Regions from separate parts of the Bos taurus genome. Here region 1 is linked to region 2. A link is a contact called in public Hi-C data. All regions are on one chromosome and are shown on one strand. The core of a region is the stretch at or near the end of the contact, and the rest is flanking DNA. Distances in the headings are between cores, read along the strand shown. Region 1 has its middle 23 kb from the start of FGR. Region 2 holds the start of IFI6 (interferon alpha inducible protein 6).

The links. A called contact is a pair of places that touch in the nucleus more often than the background predicts.
Region 1: a Hi-C map of liver shows a contact between it and region 2, with 1.9 times the contacts expected there. The contact joins the enhancer-like site here to the promoter of IFI6 in region 2. A contact is called at or near these places in 7 of 11 Hi-C or Micro-C datasets (8-cell embryo, blastocyst, blood and 3 more).

The regions. Positions count from the first base shown.
Region 1 is chr2:125,709,928-125,713,540 of ARS-UCD2.0, forward strand. No RefSeq gene overlaps it. Among named protein-coding and RNA genes, the nearest start is that of FGR, 23 kb to the left of the region's middle. Within about 2 kb of position 2,109, at least 6 of the 102 cell types and tissues checked have an H3K27ac peak or open chromatin away from gene starts, as enhancers often do. A contact at or near this core is called in blastocyst and liver, where this site is marked.
Region 2 is chr2:125,660,711-125,664,232 of ARS-UCD2.0, forward strand. It overlaps IFI6 (interferon alpha inducible protein 6), which reads left to right and starts at 1,487. Exons shown (of 5, transcript NM_001075588.1): 1 at 1,487-1,536; 2 at 2,942-3,045; 3 at 3,407-3,481. The coding sequence starts at 2,973.

The DNA of each region.
Region 1 (3,613 bases), core at 859-3,358, 50 kb after region 2:
AGATTACAGGCGGGTCACCTTGATTGCGGTTTCCACCGTTCACAAAACTCTTCAGTCATTTACAAAACCATCTCTCGCCTCATTCACTCCCCCACCTGGCTCTTCTCCTCTGCGATGCATGATTTTACTGGCTTAAGACTCAGAGGGCAATTTTATTTCCAAGTTCATGGTGGGGGAGGAGGACACCTAATTGACTAATGCTGGGTGTTTCACATGCATCATCTAATTCGAGCCTCACCATGAGGCAGTGCAGAAGTAGGATTATTCCCGTTTTACCAAAGTGGAAACAAAGACTCTGAAAGGCCACAACGCTTGCTCAAGGTCACTCAGCCGGATGATAGAGTCAGGATTTGAACCCAGATTTGTGTGACTTCAGAGTCTCAGGCATCCCTCTGTGTCTCATTCCCTTATTTGATGGAACAGCATGGGAAAGTGTGATACTAACCCAGAGTCAAGCCCAGGGAGGACATACTGCAGACTGGGGGTGGGGGTAGCCCCACATGTGCCGGACTGTTTTCATAAAAGAGCCGACTCATTTATTAATTTTACACACATCTACTGATGTCTCCTGTAGGCTGGTCCTGACCAGGAGGCAGAACAGTAAACAATTACAACACTTAGGGGCAAGGTCAGTCTGGAGGCCAAGGGAGACTTCTTGGAGGAAGTGAAAGAAAAGTCTGCCTGATGAAGCAGCCAGAGGGTGAGATCATCTCCCACTGAGGGAATAGCTTGTGCAAAGGTCCAGAGGTATTGTAGAGCAAGGTCAAGTCAGGCAAGTATAAATAATTATATATGGGAGGGTTGAGGCAAAGGATGAGGCATGGAAGAAGGAGGTTGGAAGGCCAGAGACAAAAGATACTGGGGGGTCAGGAAAACAAGGGTTATGATCCCTGAGTTGAGAAAAGTCAGAGAGAAAAAGTCTGGGTGGCCTAGGACATATTGGGATGAGTCTATTCTGGATTCCACTGCTCCGGTACTGAGCTGGGTGGACCCACTATCCACTCCAGGAGTTCTCTCCCAGGTACCATATCAAAGTCTCCCTCCCACTCCGGGAGATACACACACCCACCCACCCACCCACCCCTGGATGGTCTTGCAGTGATGTCTGTACTCTCTCTAGCGGCCATTCTGGGCACTACATCCAACACTGCAGGAAACTTTCTGGGATAGAAGAAACCTTCAGAACCTTCCCATCCTCAGGATGGGAGAGACAGTCATTCGGTACAGTTTACGCTCTCAGAAAGCTCACAGTTTACTGGTGGTGAGTGTGAAGGGCACAGGCAAAGCAGATGTTGGAGATCAGGAGAGGGTCCTAACCCAGTTGGGCAGGGGGACATCTTCTCACAGGAGGTGTTACTGGAGACTTGAAAAAGGAATAAAAGTTTGCTTGATAAAAGCAAGAGAGGGGCATCCATACTTGATAGAATTGAGTAGCTCAGAGGCAGGAAATGGGACTGTGAAGAGAGTTAAAATTAAGTAGCTGTGATTGGAGTGAAAATTTTGAGGGGGATCTGTGGCTAAAGATGAAGATGGTGAGGTCGGCAGGGGTTGTCTGCTGTGTCCTCAAGCTAGGATTCCAAACCTTGCGTCACAGGAAGTCACTGAAGAGTTCTGAGCTGGGGAGTAAGAGAGTCAGATTCACTTTCCAAAAGGAACCCACTGGTGGCCCACACGGAGGAAGGCCAGGTGGGAAGAGGTGGGAGAGGAACACCCTTCTTGGACACAAAGAATCACACCAGGTCACACTCATAGGAGGACACAGAGCTCTGGGCAAGCCTGTGAACTAGACGTAGAGCACAGATGACGACACCTACAGACTTGTCAGTGGGACCCCAGGCTGAGCACCCAGACAAACACACACATACTGACATACACGCAAACCCAGAGCTCAGGACCTCGAACCAGAAGGAAGCCGAGGACACGCATTCACTCCCAGTCACAGGCTGACAGTGAGACCGAGCACACTGATGGACGCAGGAATTCACCCGCATGTACTGTGTGGCTGTCAAGGGCTCTACCCTGCCCCGCCCCACCCCCACCCCCGGTCCCTCACCACCTCCGGCAGGAACAAAGCTGACCTTTGCCCCCTGGCCTCTGGCCTCTCCTCCCACACCCCCTGCCCAGAGGGAGGAGCTGTTTGAAGTCTGGGCTGCAGCTGGGGTTTCCTGTTGCCTGGAGGAATGTGGGAGGACTTTCAGGGAGGGGTGAGTGCAGGGAGGCCAGCACAGGAGGAGGGATAATGGAGACCTGGGGGCCTTGGTTCCCACTGTACCACAGTGAAGGAGAGCTTCCTGCTTCCACTGTCTCTGGGGCCTCAGCTCTGAGCTGTTCCCATCCAGAGGAGGGGAAAACCAAGGCCTCAATGGCTGCAGTCCAACGGGCCTCTTGTTCCTGGATCTGTAGCTCAGTGGTTCAGGACAGGCCCACCACCTCTTTGGGCCTCAGTTTCTCCTTCTAGGGACTAGGTTGAATTCCTCTGAAACAATCCAGACCTTTCCTGGGGATAGCTCCAAGAATGAGGCCAGCCCCAGAACTTCTGTAGTCAGGGAGGGCGGTGCCCATTCCTACCCAAGGCTCACTTCACTCTGCCCTTTCCAGGAGCTCCAGGGATGTGGCTCCAGGCTGCTGTGACCTCAGTTACTGTTATTATTATTATTATATGGCTCAGTAATCCCTCAGCACGCCTGTGCCAGTTTTTCAAACTGCTTTCATATCCATGTGTTCAGTAAATCTTCTCAACAGCCTTGCCTGTAATACAGAGAAGGGGTTACTCTCAGTTTTACACATGTGGAAATGGAGACTCGGAGAGTTAAGGACACGCAAGCAAAAGCCGAATCAGAACCAGGTCTGGAGAATTCCCTGGCTGTCCAGTGGTTAGGACTCCACGTTTCCACGGCAGGGGGTCCAGGTTCAATTTTGGGGGAAGGGAACCAAGATCCTGCAAACTGTTCAGCACAGCTGAAAAATAAAAAGAACCAGGTCTGCCTGCTTCCTATTCCACATGCCCTCCAAACTCTTAGGCCCCACAACTTTTAGCCCCTCTGGACTCTCACTTCTATTTCCTAGGTCTAGCTACATAACACCTTCTGCTTACATCGAGACAAAAGTGGTTGCAGTGAGCTGAACCTAGAAAGGGATGATTTAGGTTCTTCCTGTCCTTCAAGTCTGCTTTCTCTGGGAGTTTACAGGTACCCTGCCCAGCCTGTGGCTACTCCAGATGCTGTTTTTAAAGACCAGGTAGCCCCCAGTCCATCCTAAAGGAAATAGTCCTGAATATTCATTGAAAGGACTGATGCTGAAGCTGAAACTCCAATACTTTGGCCACCTGATGCAAAGAACTGACTCATTTGAAAAGACCCTGATGTTGGGAAAGATTGAAGGCAGGAGAAGGGGACAACAGAGGATGAGATGGTTGGATGGCGTCACCGACTCAATAGACATGAGTTTGAGTAAACTCCAGGAGTTGGTGATGGACAGGGAAGCCTGGTGTGATGGACAGGGAAGCCTGGCCTGCTGCAGTCCTTGGGGTTGCATAGAGTCGGACACCACTGAGCTGAACGGAGACCCCTTCGGACTAGGCTGGTAAACAGATATAGCAATTGGACACTAGGTG
Region 2 (3,522 bases), core at 237-2,736:
ATTTGCAGTGATTTTGGAGCCCAAAAATATACTGGAAAAAAACCTGGAATTATTTACTCCAAATATGGGTTGCATTCTAGTTCTTCAATCATCACCATCCAAAGGTTGAAAGAATGCTCAATCCAATACCTAGGGCCGGAAGACCCACTTTATGGCAAAGGATCTGAGACAATGGCCTCATGAACATGGGCTTCACTGGTGTTACTACATACCCATCAGCCAGAAGCAGCCAGGTTGAGAGAACAATGGAATGATTTCATTTCCACAAGCTTTAATCTCATCTGCAAAACACGATTATAAATAGTGACAGTACTTCTCAAGACTGTTGTGAGATTGGATATCTTTCCTGGACCTTGTGTGCAGCAAGTGCTCAATATATGACTTGTTTAGTCACTAAGTTGTGTCTGGGTCTTCCCCAGTGACTCAGTAGTAAAGAATCTGCTTGCAATCCAGCAGATGCAGGATATGCAAGTTCAATCCCTGGGTCAGAAGATCCCCTGGAGGAGGGCATGGTAACCCACTCCAGTATCCTTGTCTGGAGAATTCCATAGACTGAGGAACCTGGTGGACTACTGTCCGTGGGGTCTCAAAGAATCGGAAACAACTGAAGCGACTGAGCACACACGCATGCAAGTCATACTTGACTCCTTTGTGATCCCATGGACTGTAGCTCACCAGTCTCCTCTGTCCATGGGATTTCCCAGTATTCCCAGAATACTGGAGTGGGTTGTGATTTCCTTCTCCAGGCAATCTTCCCGACCCAGGGATCAAACCCGAGTCTCCTGCATTGCAGGTGGATTCTTTACCTCTGAGCCACCAGGGAAGCTCTTCAATAAATGGTAGGCATTATTATTAATTCAATTAAATTGTGAGAGACTTTCTGCCTTAGGAGGAACTGGTGGTCTGGCTTCACTAAGCCCAGTAGGACTGTGGATCCCAGTCTAGTTTGACCTGCTTTGAATACTTTGAGCTGTTCAGAAAGTCTCCAGCTTGAATTACATCTTTTAGCTACTAGGCAGCTCAGCAAAGGGAGAAGACAATGGCACCCCACTCCAGTACTGTTGCCTGGAAAATCCCATGGATGGAGGAGCCTGGTAGGCTGCAGTCCATGGGGTCGCTAAGAGTCAGACACGACTGAGTGACTTCACTTTCACTTTCCACTTTCATGCATTGGAGAAGGAAATGGCAACCCACTCTAGTGTTCTTGCCTGGAGAATCCCATGGATGGAGGAGCCTGGTAGGCTTCAGTCCATGGAGTCGCACAGAGTCGGACACGACTGAAGCGACTTGGCAGCAGCAGCAGCTCAGCAGAGATGCTGTCCCTGAGCAGAACTGGAAGGGAGGAGAAAAGATGCTGCAGGGCGCGAGAAACTGAAACAGGAAACTGAAACTAGAAACTCTGATGCTGATTGGCCACTTAGAGGCAATCTGAAAGGGCTATAAAAAACCAGCCTGAGGACTGTTACTTCACTGCTGCTTCCTTCCAGCAGCAGGCTCCATCCAGGCAGGAAGATTCTTTCTCTGCTCTCCTCCAAGGTAAACCCAGAAGCTATAAGGTGTGGGTGTCAAGCTGCCAACCTCTGCCAGGCTGCCTGCCTGGGAGCCTCATTCCATAAGAGCTAGAATGCCCATTCCTCAGGGAGGCTACATTCCTGACTGCCTTGGACTAAGACTGGTCTGAAGGGATGGGTTGGTGGGCTTTTAGGGGCTTGGGTTGCAAAACCCAAAGAGTCGTGAGATTTAGCTTATAGGTGCCATGTCAGCGGTCTATGGCCTTAACCCTGTCACTTCATTTCTCTGGGCTTTAGTTCTGTAAACATGAGGATCAAGCTACTCCACCTGCCCAAAGGACTGGATGATTTCTGAAACCCCTTTATTATAGGCTCTAAAGTGATGGTGAGTTTATCTTTGAGGATAGATGTAGTGATTGGAAGCAGATGTTCAAAGTGTGGGTGTGGCATCAGTTATCTGTGGCTTTAAATCTTGACTCTGCTTCTTCCTAGCTGGGTAGGTTCAGAAGTATCCCTTTTCTGAGCTTCAGTTTCCTTATTTATAACATGTGGTTGAGAACAATGGCACCTACCTCATGAGGTTGTTATAGGTATAATTAACCTTGTGCCATAAAGTGCTGAGTAAGTGCTCAGTCCAGGGGAAGTTTTGGGGGATTTCTGCTTGTTTGTTTTTATTTCAAGGAAAACGCATTGAATAGACAAAGATCACATTAAAGGTAAACTGTGGTGGGGGCAGGGAACTGTGTTTCTATTTTGTGGTATAATGGAAAGAGCGTAGGTTTTGGATTCTGACGGTCTTGAGTGTGTGTCTAGGCTGCAGGATTTGGGTGTGACCTTGGGCAAGTTCCTTTACCCCTTTCTGCTTTCTGAAAAATGAAGTTAATCTGAGGCAGTATTTGGTGCCTGTACATATTCAATGCATTGGAAGAATAAATCTATCAACAACCATTGTTTAGAAAATCCTATGTGACAGGTACTGTTCTAAATGCTAGGGATCCAGGGGTGCACAGTTGCAAAAACCCACAGCCGCCCCCTAAAAGAGGCTCTATTAACATCCCCACTTTAGGGTTAAAGAAACTGAGGCTCAAAGAAGTCCCAGGCATCCTGCTTAAGGTCACACATCCAGAAAAAAGCCAAGTACAAAAACCACAGTAAGGATACTAGCTGACTTCTGGTGAAGTACATGCCAGGCATAGTACCAGAAGGGGATTCTCTCCTGTAATTCTCACGACCAATAGAGTGGCAGAAACATCAGCGCCGCTGGTGCAGCGAGGAAACGAAAAGCCTGCGGCTCCTTAGAGGGGGTCCTGGGCTCAGTTCAGAGCATCTTGCTGCTTTTTGTGGACTCATCCTCGAATCGAAAGGGAATTACCACCGAACGGGCGTGGTTCCAATAAGGGGACCGTCTCTTTCCTCTGCCCCTAACCCAGATACGGTGACAAAGCCTTGAGCTGCGCCACCATGCGGCAGAAGGCGGTATCGCTCTTCCTATGCTACCTGCTACTCTACACCTGCGGCTGCTGCGAGGAGGAAGGTAAGGATCTTGGGGCACCTAAGGATAAAGAAGCGGAGAGTTTCAGGATCCCTCGTTTAGAGACTCAGGCATGCCTCTGAATGAGAGGAGCTATTCCAATGGACAGCGCGGGGTGGGGGTCGGGGGCTCCCTGTAGCCAGAGTCCCAGGTTCTAATCCCTTCTCTGTCCGTTGGTCCATTCTCTCGAAATGTATTCAAGCCAGTTCTGTGCCAGGCCCAGCGACCTGGGAAAAGCCGCTATCCTTCACTGAGGAGCTCCAAAATGTGAGGATGGTGGTCCTACCTGTCCGGGTGGTCTGGAGCTTCTGGCACAGAATAAGGGACCTTGCTCCCCACTGGGCTTTGTCCATTCTCCTTCCAGACGAAAAAAGATACTCAGAGGAAAACAGCGACTCGAGCTTCTGGGGCATGGTGACCTACATGGCCGTTGGAGGCGGTAGGTCTGCAGGGTGGGGAGCGCGGGAAGACGCGGGCGGG